Regions from separate parts of the Mus musculus genome. Here region 2 is linked to region 1. Evidence: chromatin contacts called from public HiCAR-type data. All regions are on one chromosome and are shown on one strand. Each heading gives the region's core, a stretch centred on a gene start, on an enhancer-like site or on the middle of the called end of the contact. The rest is flanking DNA. Distances are from core to core; before and after follow the strand shown. Region 1 overlaps Kidins220 (kinase D-interacting substrate 220). Region 2 has its middle 72 kb from the start of Gm29835.

Region 1 (5,192 bases), core at 1,646-4,145:
CTCATGCTCCCGCTGGCCTTGAGATCCAGACCAGAGTTAGGACAATGACACTGCCTCCTTCATCAGACATAGGCTTAAAACACAGCTCAAGTTTTGTACCTCGTGACTTAACACAAACATTTGCTTTATATTTAGCATCTTAACAAGTTTGCTGTACATGGTTTCTATGTATTAACTAACAAATTCTTCTTTAAAACTGACTAGAATGTTAACAGAATACTCTGCCTTACCAAAAAAAAAAAAAAATAGTTACTAAGACTCAAAACTGCCCTGGTCACTTGGAAACAAGTGTCAGTGTTTCCAAGGACAACCTCACTGGGGGGCCCTGGAGCTCAGCTGTGTCCCGGCACCGGAGTGCACGCTAGACTATGAGACGGGGAGCCTGCTAGCTACACAAGACTTAACTTCCGAATTTACATGTAGCTGGTTTCACACATCAGATTCTAGGGACTGGAAACATAAAGGTCAGAATTCATTAGGCTTCTCTGCACTGAGGTGGCCGCTTCTCTCTTCTTTACTCTGGCACTTTAAGAGAATAGAATTACTATGACTTTCAACTGTATGAATAATACCATTAAATAATAACAGAAACACTAAACCTAAAAACATAAGAGAAACTTTAATGTCTTAAAAATAATTAGATACTTTAAAATTATATTACATTGTTGCTCTTAAAATAAATGAATGATGAATGTAAGATACCAGCATAGTTTCATAACTTTTTTCAAATAAATATATTTTCACACCTCTAATTAGTATTAATTGAGCCACCTTATGTAAAATTGCAGCAGATTTTAAGACTAGTGACTGCAGATCTATATTCCACACCACCTACCACACAGTTAATTTTGACAGAGAACAAACATTCTCATGAGTGCTCCTGTGTTGTCTTGTCCACACAGAAAAATGGTATTACATTTCTAAGGCTCTACAAACAACAAAGCTAATTACCAATATAGATATTTAAAAAATAACAATTTAATTTAAATTCTCAACTCCTTCTTTGCCACACTTTCCCCAAACTCTTCCTTGCCAGCTCCTATGGATAAAGTCCTGCAGTCAGTTGTCCTCTATGAATATTAGCCTGTGTTTTCCTTATACACTAACCAGGGAGAAAAGGAGGATTAAAACCTACAATGGATTTTAAAAGTAGGATTCCACAAAGCATACTACAGCTCATGATCCGTCTTCCTACAGGAAATCATTAGTGTCATTACACGATTAGGGCATTAAGATGAGAACAGACACTTCGAGCAACTACATCCAACATGGTTTGGGTACCACTGGAAACTGTGCTTTTATTTTTTAGTTAATAAATTGTGTATTAAGCAAAGAATTATATATGACTAAAGGTATTTAAAATTAAAATGGCATATGGTGGAATTAACTGGCAATAACATTTGATCCTTCAAGTAATATGGGCCCGTTATTATTTCACATATGTCTAAGGATATGAATGACTCTAGGAATTTATCACTGTTATGAATGCCAATATAAATTTCTATAACAAAATATACCAAAGGAACCATTGTTGTTACAGTGTTTCCTTTAACAAGAAAATAAAAGCCAATATTCTTATATTCACACTCTTTAGAACTCTAGAACATATTAAAATCCAAGACTCAGTTTTAAAAAAAAATCATACACTTGTACATTTAAGCCTTAGACTTTCCTATTTTAAAGCCAAATTATAGCTCCAAACCAGTGCCCAAGCCTGGAGATGGCAGAATGATGGTGCCCCTGGGAAGAGACACTGTAAAGGCGAGGTGCCGACTCTTACCCTGTTGTAGAAAGGGTGCTGGGGTCCCGACAGGCCGCTGTAGTAGCTGCTGTGGGGCTGTGGGGACACAACGCCGCCTGGGAACGGCCCATTGAAAGATGCTGAGGAGGAGCAGACAGATGCAGGCTGACTGTACCCAGAAGGAGGCCGAGGAGGGGCTTCGTGCAGAGGGAGCGGGGGATACGCAAGGCCTCCTATGTTGATCTGTTCTCTTGCAGCTCGAACATCTGAAAATTCCATCACAACCCAAAAAGCAAAAAAGAACAGGACACTAATGATGAGTCCTGTTGCCAGCTACTAAGTAAGGACATACTTTCATCACTGCTAGTGACTCCAGCTGAGTTTGACAGGAAATCTTCGCTAGTCCACAGGCTTTAAGTGGAAAAAAAAAAAAAGCCCAATTGATGTACATAAAAGAGGTTTTTTTTTCTTAACCATTTGAATAGTTACCACACTTGGATTCTTTCTTCAGTTACCAAACACTATAATTTTTGACTCTTTAAAGATCTATTTGTGTTATGCTAACAAAAGACTCAAATTTGTCTAATACATACAATGTGAGCTAAACTGTGAGCCTACAAACTGAGACAAGTCGACCTCTCAACACAGAGCAGACAGCCACAAAAGCCTCCAGCCTTAGAGTAAACACTGAGAAAAAGAACTGGGGGGCTGGGATTTTTTGTTGTTACATAATAACTTCATGTTTATGGCACAATATGCTCCCTTAATAGATGTATATATTGCATAATGCTCAAACTGGGGAAATGGACATATCCATCACTTCAAACACTCTTCATTTTTCTGCGATGAGACCATTTGAAATGGCCTCTTCTGGGTCTTTTGAAACAGTCATTAAGTCATAGTTAGTGGTAATCACCTGACTGTGTAAGGAGAGTCAGGAATTATCCCCCCACCCAATGTACCTCTGTGCCCACTCCCTGACTCATCCCATTGCCCCTTGTCTGCCTGCTCTATCCTCCCTCAGCATCCACACATGGGCAAGCGCAGAGTGTACCTGGGAAGCTCTTACACTTTACAGGACTAATTGAAGGCGACCCCTCCATAAGTCCCAGAAAGCTCAGTTATGGTCTGATGAGCAGTATCACATGAAACCCTTGTGTTCCAACACAGCTGCGCATGCTCCAGTGCACACCGGCCTCTCTCCAGTGCACACCGGCCTCTCAATAGCCTCTCTAAAACCCATCTGAGCTCTAAAACCAGGATGCAAAAAAAGTTTAAGGCCAGGTTAGGCAATTTACTGAGACCTTACCTCAAAATGAAAGTGAAAAGAGGTGAGGCCACAGTCAGTGACAGAGTGTTTGCCTAGCATGCCCAAGGCCTGGGCTTAGTCCCTAGCATGGCCTTAAAATAAATTAACCCTTGTTATATTCAAGCCCTGGTTAAAAACTTAAGATGAAAGTAAAGTTTTATTTTTGTTTTCTGCTCAACTTGGATGTCCCTATTAGAACAGAAGATGAAAGAGTGACAATTACAACATGTGGCATCTGAGCGTCAAGACTATATGTGAAAGAACAGAAGTTCAGGGTTCCAAAGGGAGAACTGAGTTGGTGAGCAAGCACAAGGACACAGTAGAGTAAATAGCTGACACTCTGAGAGGTCAACAGCCCAGTCCTACTCTAACTAATTTCTCTGTGGATGCTCCATTCAAATTTCTTAATTTTTCATAAAGCAAGATAAAAATTAGATAGCTAAGTAAGATAACAACAGAAAGAAAAAAACAAAAAGAAAGAAAGAAAGAAAGAAAGAAAGAAAGAAAGAAAGAAAGAAAGAAAGAAAGAAAGAAAGAAGGAAAGAAGGAAAGAAGGAAAGAGGTGAGAGGGGGAGAGAAGAGAAGGAACAGAACATGAAAAAAAATTGAGGACTTTTAAGAAAAAAAAAGCTGTACTACAATACCCACCTGCAATGATCTCCCGTAGTTTGGGATCCAGGTTTACCGTGCATGGCAAAAAGGTCTTTACATCTCGAGCCACAAGAACTGGAGTCCTTGAAGACAAAAACACTTCAAAATTTCTTATATCTCCATCAATTTCAAGAAGTGGCTCAACATCTTTAGTTGTTGGGATATTCTTTGATATTCTTCAAAAAGAAAGAAATGAAAAATCCATTAATGCTGCTATCAAATTCTTCATTCTTAAACCTTGTTGCTTCTGTCCACAAGGAGCACATTACACACTGGCTCTCATTTCAAAAATATCCTTCAAAGAACCTAAAAGAGGGAAATAATAATACAGTCCCAAGACGACTAAGGTGACAGTGAGGAAGTCAGAACTGCACTGATGGGTGTGGACTAGAGAGACAATGAGAAAGAGGAAGACACACCAGGTACACCACAGCCAACTGCTCCTGCTCGCTGACTGAACTGGGCTATGAGCGCACCCATATCACACAATGAGGGAGAGGCTGGTGCTGAGACCTGGGATTTTTCTTTTTTCTTTTTTAAAAATATTTTTATTAGGTATTTTCCTCATTTACATTTCCAATGCTATCCCAAAAGTCCCCCATACCCCCCCCCACTCCCCTACCCACCCACTCCCACTTTTTGGCCCTGGCGTTCCCCTGTACTGGGGCATATAAAGTTTGCATGTCCAATGGGCCTCTCTTTCCAGTGATGGCCGACTAGGCCATCTTTTGATACATATGCAGCTAGAGTCAAGAGCTCCGGGGTACTGGTTAGTTCATAATGTTGTTCCACCTATGGGGTTGCAGATCCCTTTAGCTCCTTGGGTATTTTCTCTAGCTCCTCCATTGGGGGCCCAACCTGGGATTTTTCAATGTGACACCGTGGCTCTTCCCCCCCCCTCCCCCAGGGAAAAAGCTTTTTAAATAAATCACACAAACTAAAAAAGTGTCAGCACAGGTTTTTTTTCCTTTATAAAAGGCTATTTTCTATTGTAAAACTAATATATGCTTATTGTATAATAGATATGATAAAACACAGAAGGTAGCCTGGAAAGGATAAGATTTAGTCAATCAAATATAGTAATATATTTGTACTCTTTTATTGTATGTATGTGTATGTATGTATGTATGTGTGTGTGTGTATATATATAAACTCATATTTATATGAGTTCAAACCATAAATAATTTTGAATCAATCAGAAATTCTCAAATGTAAAAATAAGTGAATTTTAGTCATTAAAAACACTTACTAGACAATGTTACAATGATCAATATGAAATTGTCTTGAAAGTAAACAAATGGCCAGAATGTTCCAGTTCTTCTGGGTTCTCCCTACTAACCACCAGGGAGTAAGTAAGCTGATCTGAGATGTGTGAGCGAATGCTCCAGAGATAAAGCAATGAAAACCACAACGGAGATGCTCAAACAGGTGGACAGGAGAATTGGGAGAAGGGCCAGTGTCCACTAAGTGATGGGTACAGAGTGGATGGAG
Region 2 (5,126 bases), core at 2,313-4,812, 870 kb before region 1:
ATTCTGCAAGGGGTTGCTATTCCAGAACTTAAGCAATATTATAGAACTATAAACAATATTGTAGATCAATGAAAAACATAGAAGACCCAGACCTAGCAAGACAAATGCCACATGTCCTTTTTCATCTGCAATTCCTAGCACAAGTCTTCAGATATATGTACACAACACAGAGTAACTGAAGAGACCAGGAAAGGTGAAAGGGATTATAGGTGGTAGTGGTGGAGGCAGTAGGAAGGGGAATAGCAGGATACGGGTGATAGGAAGTTGGAAATGAAAGAACAGAGAGGGGGCTTCTACTGGGAAGAGGGAAGGAGTTAAGTACTAAAAGGATAAATAATACCGAGGGTGTTTGATAAGACCTTATGGAATCATATTATTTTATGTTTACTTTAAATTATGTATATTACATATAAGTATATGTGTATATACACATAAATACACACCACACACACACATACACAGAGAGAGAGACACACACACACACAGACAGACAGACAGACAGACAGATCTCTTAGGCTGACAATGCTCTCAGCAAGAACCTAAGATAGATGAAACTCCAGCACCAGCCACTAGAAACCTCTACGATGGTTGGTCAAAATTGTTAAAGTGATTCTCAAAGCAATATACCTGTAGCCCATAGTTGCCTCCAGAAGTTGAGGATGGCCTTTAGGTCACAGGATTGGGATGATCCAAACTGGATATGACCAGAGAGACTCTTTCCTGCTGACTAACTTCTTTGTTTCCAGAAAATAACATGTGAGCTGTAAAAGGATCCGATAGTTCTACCCAACTGAAATACCATGACAATTACCAGCATGGCAAGAGATGCATAAAAGTGCAACAAGGGAGAGAAATTATGCTTGAAACTGAAAACCTAGCCAGCCAGCTTCCTGGGACCCTTGGGTCATGATCCGAACAAAAGAATCAACTAGCATCACTTTCTAGAACCGCACAACTCCTCGCTACAGCTACATTCTTAATCTTATTCTATGCCCACAGGCAAGGGTAGTTCCTACCCCTCATCAAAGAGGCCTCTCTTTACAGCAAACAAAGGCCCTCATAGAAAACTACAACTGCGCACAATGCGGAGATCAACAGATCGTGGGAGCACACATCTATATCGTGGGGGATGCATCTACACCATGACTCCTGCAGGCATCTATGGCTCAGGGAACATCACGGAAGAGGCTATGGAAAAACTATAAGAGTCAGAACATCAGGAAGTCAGCTGTGAGACAGTCTCTCCTAGAAATGGCTTCATAAAGACCAGAACAGTGGCAATATCAATGGACATATTTGTGTGGAAGGGGAACATTTTTTGTGAGGGTTCCACCCCTAGACAATGACTTATGGAAGAAGGAGATTTGGCCTTTCTCCTACGGATGAGCGCCTTATTGTTTGTCCATTGCAGGGTAGTGAGCCTTGACACTGTATGCACCCAAAGAACAAAAATGGCCTCAGCAAGTTGCATACTCATACATACATAACTGCAAGTATATATGTAACAGTACAAAGAAAAAGTGGCTATTGGCTTAAAAATGTCTGAGGACACAGGAGCAGTTCAAAAGACGGGCAGCCGGGAGGTACTAGATGGAAGAAAGGGAGGGAGGAAATGATATAATTCTGTTCTGATTAAAAACGTATTAAAAACAAAATTTATAAATTATTATATGTACACCTTCCCCAAATTATCAACAAGTATGAAAACACAGAAAGAAATTTTAAAAGTTTGTAAAAATGCATTCTGAAGAAAAGGATGCAAATTTTAGCCCACAGCCCATCAAGTTAAAATAGACTCGCTTACTACCACTCAGCACCAGGAGCTAAGTTCCACAAGCCCTCCCTGCCATCCTGCCTCTCTTTACTCCTGCAGATGCTATGCTTTTTCCAGGAAGAAAGCTCAGAAGATTTGGAGTTCTGGGGCTACTTCACCAACTTGACATGATTCCATTCTAGCCCAGAACATTTCATAAAAAGTCTGGTGTATAAACTTAAACATATCTTCCTAAATAAGAGTGTCGTTCAGCTCTGAGTCTTTTTAAAATTCTTTTCCACTACTTGCAGTTTCTAACATGTCATTCTGAGGCTAGAGGAGGCAAATACACAGTAGAATGAGGTGATAGAAAAAAATATTGAATTCCAAATAGGACAAAAGACTCCATATTCGCCAGTAGGAGGTAGGCAGACTGTGAGTTTGAGGTCAGTCTGGGTTACACAGAAAGAAGGAAAGAGATACTTAATAGGGAAAGGAAGGGGTTCAGTGACTAAGCATGTCCCAGTGCATTGCTCGTGGGAGTTCACTGTGGCCTCCTGGCCATTATAGTCTCATGAATGCCATTGTATTTCACTTTTATCGAAGGGCATAATGAAGAATTCCAAGAACAGACAGTGTGTAGCAAGTTAGTGAAGTGCCTCCTGGACCCTCACAGGTCCCAACCTTCTCCAAATTATTCCATATCTATCTACAGCCCATTGTCAGCTATACTTAATTGGTCCAATTCCAATTGCCCTGATCCTCATCCTGGAAAAATGTCTTCAAGGTGTCTCTGGTCTGTGGCCCTGACTCTCCAACTGTCTTATTGGCCAAGAATTCTGTCTCTTTTATATTACCTCTCTCTCTCTCTCTCTCTCTCTCTCTCTCTCTCTCTCTCTCTCTCTCTCTCTCTCTCTCTCTCTCTCTCTCTCTCTCTCTCTCTCTCTCTATCCAATTCTCAGTTTCTCATCTCATGAGGTGGAAGAAATGTCCTAAAGAGCCACAAATAGCATCCAGTTGATTTGTGGAAAACTATTCTACTGCAATGTGTAATCATGAACATTTTGATGTGCGCTCTGTTCTTGTGATGTGATTCTATTCATGTTAACAGGTATTGTCAGCAATAAAGACCCCATGGTTGAGATGGCTGTGAGGATGGTCCAGGCCAGGACAACTCCTGCATTACACATTTCTTGATTTCCTTCCATGCTGCATACCCATAACCACCCTCTCCCTCACCCCTGCAAGATGAAGATGTGGCAGCTGGCACTGACCAAATTTATTTAATAAGCAAACTTGCAGTCTCTTTACTTTGAGATATATATATCATGCATTTATGAATGTATGGGTATGCAACTTGTTGAAGCCATTTTTATTGGTTGGGTGTAGTTCTGGTCCCTTGCATCTTATATAATTTTCAGTCATGGTTTTAATTAACAGAGAGCTTACAGTAGACAATCTAGGTAGGTACTTCCTAAATTCTCTCTATCTATACAGCAGACTGAAGCTGAGACCCATCTCATAGGTCACTGAGAGTTGACCAGAATGGCTCTTAGTTAAGACATTGGCCCTCCCCAGGTGAAGTGATCTGCCTAGGAGTGCCATACAGTCTATGGTAGTTGGCAAAACATCTCAGTCTCTTCCTCCTCTCGCCAGTGAGTCCATTTCCCAGCAGTTCCACTGGCTCCAGGTAGAGCAGCCAAGCTTCCCTGTTTGATTTAATAGATAGTTAAAAATCAACTCTAAATATAGTGGAGTGTAACTGTGTAATGATATGTTTATGTGCAGTGAGGGGGAAAAAAAGGAAGTGAAAGGAGCAACAGTTAACAGTGTCACCTCCTGTTGTGCCCAAACTGTGAGATGCAGAAACTTGATACAGGATGAATAAAATTAAATAGCTGGTCCTTTACAGAAAGCTCATTGCTCCATCCCTCATCTACTCAGTTCTCCAGCTCAGCATCTCAGCTTCTGGTGTTCCTCTATAGAGAGGAAAACAGTGGTCCCCTGGTACGGCCTTGCCTCTGCATATGACCCCATCCTAGACGCCACAAAAAAAGTGCCATTCAACTATGGTGATATCAGGAGATCTGCAGAAACTCAAATTTCAGCAAATCAAGGCCCAGGCACAGTCCCTTGGCAGTTGGCTATTTTCTGATGAGCACAGACTCTTTGAGAACCAGATGCCATAAGATTCCTGGAGTTGGCACAATGAGCGTCCAAGATGCTTGTGAAACCTTTCGTTCCAGAACATTTTGCTCAGGATGTTTCTGTTGGAGAGGATTGTAGCTGAAAGATGGAGCCTCATTTTTGGGTTAATGAGACCAGGAATTAAAAACATATTGCACTTAGAACATCATGGATAGAAACAGTTTTCCCTCCAACAGAATCCGTCTATCCTTCTAGAGACATCTAAGAATTTAAGATTCATCTGTGGCAATTCTATCTCTTCTGTGAGTGTCATCTCTTGTCTCCCTGTAAACCTTATGGTCCAGCCTCATAAAGCATATTCCTCTCATTTCCTACCCAGATGCTTCTAGTTTCCTACCAAGAATCATCTCTAGGTGCTTCACTAATTCTTCATTTCCTGACTTCCTTCTCATTGCCTTTTGACCCCATGCTTAGAAATAGTCATAGTTTTATCATTGTTCGCTATTTGTGGATCTCCAGAAATACCTTAGCATTGAACATCCTCTATACTGCAATGTATCTACAAATTAAATCAACAGAGCACGGGCTTTCCCTCCCTGGATTACATACTCATGTGCACTACATCCTATTAAAACAACTCTGGGATATTTTGATCAGCCTCCAATCTCAGTGCAAATCTGAGCTTTGACTGTCTTTTGCAAATGGATAGTCTTTTCTTTGTTCTTTGTCTTTTAGACAGAAACTCAACTTTCTAATTGTGCAGTCAAAAGTTTGCGTAATATCATTCTTAAGACCTCCTCCAACACACTTATTACTTTCAGGCAATGTCGGAGCCCAGTGACCTTAATTAACTCCTTCTGCTGGCATTGTTCTTATCAAAATTTCTCTCAACTTATAGGGGTATCAGTAAAACCTATAAGCTCTTTCAGAATTAGCACAAAAACAGTAAACATCTCTTGCTGAATTTATGGATTTCATAGTGTCTTTACAGGTGCCCTGTTCTGTTCAGTTGCTACAAGATATATTAAGCTTTATGATTTACAAATACTATAAATGTTCTGATTGCTTAAGGTTCTTAAGACTGGACTATACAAGATGAAGAGCAAACAGTTGTGATGTCATGCCATCTCTGTTCCTTCTCTGTGGTGCCTTTGATCTGTGTCCCTACATGACAAAGAAGCAGAAAGAACAACCAGGCCCCCTCAAGCTCTTCTAGAGAAACACT

What was found. HiCAR-type assays count read pairs that join an accessible place to other places.
Region 2: a HiCAR-type map of astrocytes shows a contact between it and region 1, with 4 times the contacts expected there. The contact joins two enhancer-like sites. A contact is called at or near these places in 1 of 484 Hi-C or Micro-C datasets (nephron progenitors) and 2 of 115 datasets of contacts at active chromatin or transcription factors (astrocytes and large pre-B cells).

Annotation. Positions count from the first base shown.
Region 1 is chr12:25,035,139-25,040,330 of GRCm38.p6, reverse strand. It overlaps Kidins220 (kinase D-interacting substrate 220), which reads right to left. Exons shown (of 32, transcript NM_001081378.1): 23 at 3,699-3,877; 24 at 1,781-2,007. Among named protein-coding and RNA genes, the nearest start is that of Id2, 58 kb to the left of the region's middle. Within about 2 kb of position 2,895, at least 7 of the 459 cell types and tissues checked have an H3K27ac peak or open chromatin away from gene starts, as enhancers often do.
Region 2 is chr12:25,904,232-25,909,357 of GRCm38.p6, reverse strand. No RefSeq gene overlaps it. Among named protein-coding and RNA genes, the nearest start is that of Gm29835, 72 kb to the left of the region's middle. Within about 2 kb of position 3,562, at least 11 of the 459 cell types and tissues checked have an H3K27ac peak or open chromatin away from gene starts, as enhancers often do.